Regions from separate parts of the Bombyx mori genome. Here region 1 is linked to region 2. Evidence: chromatin contacts called from public Hi-C data. All regions are on one chromosome and are shown on one strand. The core of a region is the stretch at or near the end of the contact, and the rest is flanking DNA. Distances in the headings are between cores, read along the strand shown.

Region 1 (3,452 bases), core at 766-3,265, 430 kb before region 2:
TTTGCTTTCTTATATAAAAAGATTAAATATGAAGAAGGATGGGGCAGCTGTTGTAACTATACGAGACCTTAGAACTATTATCTCAAGGTAGGTGGCGGCATTTACGTCGTAGATTTCTATGAGCTCCGGTATCCGCTTATCATCAGGTGGACCGTGAACTCGTCCACCCGAATAAGCAATAAAAAAATTATATTTATAATAAATGAACATCATTACAATTACAATAATTTATAAGGCTAATACTAATTTTACAGAAAAGAATTTTAAAACGTGGTGGTTAGGTATTTATTTAGTTCATACAATAAATGTAAATAATTCATACGCAAAAACGGTTACATACGACACGCAGCTCATAGCTGTCATTTTATTTTATACTTTTTTTAAGAATTTCATCCTAATTTACCACAGTGTCAAATAAATAAACTGCATTTAATCCGCTCTATTTTATTTTTATTAATTTAATTTATCGTTAATTGAAGATTTAATATATTCGGCGCTGTTATGAACGGTATCGCAAGAACCCAATTGCCATAATGAAAAAAAGGAAGAAGTATAAAAAATAAGTTGACGTCATACATTTTTTCATCTTCTTTCTAATCTGTATATAATGTTGCTAGCGTACATAATTTCAATGATTAATGTATTTCTTTCCATAGCACTGAGTAGAGCTCTATAAAATATCCAGTGCAAAAGCTTTCCGTGTAAATCAAATATTTTTAATACATCATTAAATCTACTGCTACCAAGTATCCATATTTTCCCTTTATATCATTTATATAATTCGAGAATATGGAGCGTTTTTAAGTATTTACTTACTTTCGATAGCTAATAACTTTATTAATACGCCCTTATTTATTCTGAACGAACCTACCAGTTCCTATTCCTATCTTCAAACTCGTATTCATCATCATCATCAACAGCCCACAGTCGTCCACTGCTGGACATAGGCCTGTCCCAATCCACACCACTGAGCCCGGTCTACGGCTCTCCTCATCCACTTCTTGCCGGCCACCGTGCGGGGATCATCGCACCACCTAGTCGGGGGGCGTCCCACGTTACGTCTTCCGCTGCGCGGTCTCCACTCGAGAACCCGTCTGCTCCAGCGATCGTCAGTCCTACGGCATATATGGCCAGCCCACTGCCATTTCAGCTTGCTGACTCTTTGTACTATGTCGATGACTTTAGTTCTCGGTCGAATAATCTCATTCCGGATTTTATCCTTCAGAGAAACTCCGAGCATGGTCCTTTCCATGGCTCGCTGAGCGACTTTGAGCTGACGGACCAACCGTACTGTGAGTGTCCACGTTTCAGCTCCGTAAGTCATTACCGGTAGGACGCACTGGTTAAAAACTTTCGTTTTCAGGCACTGTGGGATGTGTGATGAAAAGACTCTAGTAAAGTAAAGACTTCGTATTCATGCACAGCTCAATTTCTAATGGTGCTATCCACCTGAATATTTTATAAATTTTGTTGATTTCATGTTTAAGCGATGTTATTCCTTTATTGAGGAAATCGAAGTGACCGTGTGCTAACCAGTAACGAGCCGGCAGGGTTTAAGCCCCGGCATAGTCTTAAAACTTACCCCTAAACTACGAATTTCGAAACGACCTAACAGATTTTATTGGAATTAGCGTGTGTCAAGTGGCGAATTGACTGTATTCCTAGCTGGGGAAGGCCGGTGCCATTCATGCTATTTATAAACAGGTTAGTACGTGTGAACATAAAAATCTTAATCTGTTAAGATATGTTACTAGGTTAAAAAGTACTTGTACTAAATTTATCTTAAGGTTTAAATCAAATAACAACTTAAAACATAACAAAATCAAATATACTTAGGGCGGACGTTAATTTAAAAAAAAAGCTTTACTAGTAGTTTTGTAGAGATTTACTAGTTTTACATTTCATGTGTGCTTAATATTTTGCTTTCATGTGTAGTCCTCTTAAGTAAATAGAAAACGTACTTAAAAAATGGTTTAATTTATCATTAATAGTAAACAATATATTTTTATCTTGGCAATTAAATGATTTTTACTTCTGGCGATACTACAAGGAGGTAAATTTTGTCATCAGAGGTCGCTCCAAATCAATTTCAAAAGAAATTGTTTATTAGTAAAGCGTATTTTTGTCTAAATTAAGGTAAGAATCAATCATAATAATAACATTCTTTCATAATTTAGAATTATACTCAAGGTGAAGCGATTAATTACTTGAGGTCGTAGATTTTGATTAATGACTTCAAATCCACGTGAACATTGTCCCTTTTCATGGAGTAACAAGTGAAGTAATAAACACTGCAGGCTAATGAACTATATCAAATTAGATTTGAACAAATCAACGGATATTATAGTGAAAAGAAACGTAACTGAAAGTATTCTGATATTTTTTTGGCGCATAAATCTTGTTAGCAGTAGGCGGCTAGTTGTAAATAATGATAAAATGAATTCAAGATTGCGATTTATTACTCAAAATTAAAAAAATCTATATTCAAGACTTAAAAAAATGCATTAACGATAAATTTTGATGAATGTCTCAAATGTATGAATTAAGTTGGTAAATACCAATTTAATTATACTACCAAACAAAGATAATAAACTCACAAAAATATGTGCATATAATTATAATATAGTAATATGATTAAACTAGTATTTTCTTTATTAAATCATACGCGTTTTTTACCTGAAACGAAAAGCTCTGAGACTCAGCAAATATGTCCAACTTGATCATTTGGGAAGCAGGGACGCTAATATTGACGTTTGAAATATAGTACAATGATCATTATGATGTACAATTTCAACCTTTTGTCTCACAGTGGGTGGTGGCATTCTTGAGGTGATATCTATAGATTCTAGAAAAAAACTTAGACAGCCCATTATTAGACTTATCTCCTAATAATTCTAAAAATTAAGGTTTTATTAAGATCCTGCATTGGAGTATTTATAATTATACTATTAAAACCTTTATATTACAGATATCGATTAATATGGGTACTACAGATTCTCACAATGATAGACTGAGTATAAAAAACATGATTTTCACAAAAGCTTTACCAAATTACACAATCCCAGTACCAATAACTGGCCACAAAGTATTTGGGTGTACTGATTGTGGAGACAAGTAAGTGGGTTTTAGCCAAAATCTGTATTAATATAAAATGTGTTCAACCATAATATATAATAAATACTTATTACCCTGTGTTAATTGATGCAATATAAAAATGAAAGAACAAAAATATTGGTTTTAGAGGTACCGGTGTGAAGCGGTTACTGGAGCCCAAAAATACATCACAGCATAAATATCTGCATCTGTTTAAATGAGGTTGAGATCTCAGTTATATTGTATAACAGTTGTCTCATATTTCAAACCTGAATGCATCACTGCCCCGTGACCAATTTCAGCATTACTTTACTTCCTATCTTTACTGGTTCGCAATAAATGATATTAACAGTATGATT
Region 2 (3,523 bases), core at 364-2,863:
CAATTTCTTTTAACTGGTGTTATTGGATATGATGCTGATTCATGACCTTGTAAAAGATGTTTTGTAAGATTGTTTGCTCTGTCTATATTTATAGCATTTAACGAGCGGGATGAGTTTTCTTTGTTTTCATTAACATAGAGATTTCTGATTTGTCCAGCAATCAAACTAGTAGGAGTAGGTATGGGACTATATGGTAACTCCAACGTTTCTATGTCTTGATATGATCGTTTCAAGCCGCGCCTTGGCAATGGTGTTCCTGTTATATCATTAAGTATAACTGATGGTCTATTACACTGATTCGTCTCTGGTGTAATATAACGAATCTGGCCAGTAATACGTTTGTTATTAGCGAGAATAGATTGTTCAAAGTAGTCACTCGACAAATTGGAGGCTTCGATTGATCCTGGTGTTAAAGTATGATACCCGCTTTCTTCATTTTTACACAAACTAATATCAATAAATATCGCAGGCTGCGTAGATTTCTCATAATTTGATGGGATCTCCATAGTATTGGCTAATAATGTGCTCGATTCCATCGTTCTTGAGTTTGATTACAAAATGCCAACGGCGAGTTCCGAAAACAATCTTTCATCAAATCAAAACCTAGCTAACTTACTTTGCTAGGAGCATTTTGGCTTTTCCTACAGCATACCGTCGTCGTTACGAAAATGATATTTAAATTATAGATCTCGATATTACTCGATAATTCAAAACTCAACAATCAACTTAAAAACATTTTTTTTGAAAGACGTTTTCAATTTTCTTGTTGGTGTGTAGTGTAGTGTAAAGAGAATTTAATCAACATACATAGATTAGACTACAATACAAAAAGTAAATTACAAATATTATTTTAAAGACTATTCTAAGTACGGTACTACTACACTACTACACGACAGACAATATTATGCAATATGCAATGCACAGTCGTAGGTACATTTTACACTATTACCATTACCACATTAAATTATATATATACCTATCTACACCGGAATTCACATGTAAACAAAATAATTAAAAAAGTAAACTTAATATTAATTTAAATTGCAAACATTTAGGCACAAAAACAAAAAGTAATATTTCTTGAAAGAGATTGATTTTAATGATTTACTTGTCCTTATTTATAAATGTAGCCTGGTAAATGATAAGGAGCTGGTGGTCTCATTTCTTTTAGGGGGCAGGAATTATCTCCAGCTTCATAGGACACAGGACTATGATGATTTGATTGGGATTTGCTAAGATCAACCTGAGTGCTCCGATGGAAATCTAACAAGTCAAGTACAGCTACTTCATGAACTACGACCGGCGTGGAATCGCGTGACCCACCGAAAAAATCCAACGAGAAACAAACTGCAGTTGCCCAGGTTCCTATGCCTGCTCCTAGTATTTTCGGGTGCAGGATATGAAATCGCCAAGGAGAATAGTGAGGGTAGTGAGATTTATACGTCAAATGCAAGATGAAATTCAAATCGAGGTCCCTTTAATGAAGCGCACAGCCCTGGATTTCGTCTCGGATTTACAATTTCTTTAGGTCTTTTGAATGCTAGTACATGTGAATTAATATCTAGAAGTAGCCTGTGGTCTAAAGTGAGTATAATCTATGCCCGATAACACATTTTGTATTTTGTCATGACCGAAAGGTCTATGTTACCGAGTCATAAAAAACAATAAAAAAAATGTATTTTGTTGTGCTACTGCCATGGAGTTAATAAGTACCTACAATAACTCTATGGCTACTGCAATGTACATAATTGTCAAATGAAATATTCCAATAACTTTGTGTAAAGGGTAAAATAAAACGAATTCCTCATTTCAGGAAACTGTTATGTTTTCTAAATTATTATTTATTTTCCTAATATAAAATAAGCTACACTTCCAAAAAGCTTCCTTACAAAAACTTTGCAGTGTCGGTCGTAATTATTAAAAGAGGATGCCAATCATAAAGGATTTGTGTAGATTGTGTGCTACTCAGGATGAATTCTCCAAAGATTTGTTAGATGAAAGTAACAGAAATGTTTTAAACCTTATAGAAGATTTCCTGCGGATAATAGTGAGTAGCCTTTCAAATATATTACTGAAAACTAAATTATTTGGTTTTTTAGTATGAAACCTTCGTTTAATACTGACTAGGTTTTAGATTGTCCACATATGGTTGTCTTACATCGATCTGGTGATTGGTGACAGTCATTGACGTTATCATTGAGTAAATACAGATTTACAACGGTCCAGTAGGGTTTTTCTATATCAATCCCAACCACAATAACGTTCTCACGGTTGTGGTATCATGAAAGCTTGGTCTTTATAGTTCGTAACGTAATCCTGATGAGGAATGTAAAATAACACAATAACAGTACAGTGCACCATAAATGGTAAACAGACTACCTATAGGTCTCATTCTATCTGCTCTAACTTCATGGAGTTCTGAGCTCGATTGCTCTATTTTCTGGAATTTGTTGACATAATAGCCATGAATAGTAAAAGTCATGACAGGATATTATTTATCAAAATAGATCTTGTTTTGAGTCAATGAGTTTAGTGAACCAAATTCTGGTATGTTACAGTACTGTTGATACTGAGTAATATAAGGCTGTTATTGGTTTCTGTAAAATTTATTCTAAACATGTCAATTAATCTGAAATCAATTAATAATATTTAAAAAATATGTTATAGATTTGTGAGAACGATACTCTACCAACAAAAATTTGCTTAAATTGTGAAGAAAAAATGGTGTCTCTTCAACTTTTCATATTAGAATGCAACAAAACACAAGAAGCATTATCGAGTATGCTCATGGATTTGGAAACCAGTGAATTAGATGAAAAAAAAGATGATATTCTTTTGACAGTCACAGATGTCCATATCAAATCTGAGGTAAAGTATTGTTTCTTGGTTTATTTGGGAAGATGTGTACTCTAGAAATAAGCAGTCACGTGAGACCAGAGAGGCATTTCTAGTTAATTCCAGTGAAAACTAATTTTTAAGTAAACTATCCTTAACAAGAAATTATTCACTTCTTATTTATTTTATTTCTGTTGATGATTCATGTGAAAAATATTGATTATCTTACTACTTAAATACTACTACTTACTACTTAAATAATATACTTACTGCTTAAATATTTAGTTACTACTTAAATATTTACATTAAATGTGTTCTTTTTACAGTAAATTTAAGTATTTTTGTAAGTGAAAACTGCAAAAGTATGTAAAATTTATTTGTAGTGAAATGCAAGCTCTGTTGTTCCTGTTGAATAAATTGGATTTGTAATATACAAATTACCATTTTTTTTTGTAGGTCAAAGATGAGAATGCTGACTATACAATAAGTGAGTATTAAAGTTAGTGTAAACATTTCTATAACATACATATATTTCAATTTTAAATGCATCTTAGTACAATTGTACCTAAATAAAATAAATAGATAGGATCAAAAAAACTATTATATTAATATTATCACAAAAGATGTAAGTATAACTTCACAAAATAGGAACATTTGCTGTTTTAAAAACTTGGTATTTGTTTTTGTA

What was found. Hi-C and Micro-C count contacts between places; a contact is called where the count stands out from the background.
Region 1: a Hi-C map of whole pupa shows a contact between it and region 2, with 1.9 times the contacts expected there. The contact joins the promoter of LOC101744280 here to the promoter of LOC101746862 in region 2. A contact is called at or near these places in 2 of 7 Hi-C or Micro-C datasets (middle silk gland and whole pupa).

Annotation. Positions count from the first base shown.
Region 1 is chr5:10,366,652-10,370,103 of ASM3026992v2, reverse strand. LOC101744280 (zinc finger protein 532) reads left to right here and starts at 2,015. Exons shown (of 3, transcript XM_004930116.5): 1 at 2,015-2,136; 2 at 2,969-3,114. The coding sequence starts at 2,981.
Region 2 is chr5:9,932,335-9,935,857 of ASM3026992v2, reverse strand. It overlaps LOC101746862 (zinc finger protein 660), which reads left to right and starts at 1,613. Exons shown (of 11, transcript XM_004930135.5): 1 at 1,613-2,047; 2 at 2,668-2,868; 3 at 3,292-3,322. The coding sequence starts at 1,928. It overlaps LOC101746725, which reads right to left and starts at 800. Exons shown (of 2, transcript XM_004930134.5): 1 at 1-800. The coding sequence starts at 536.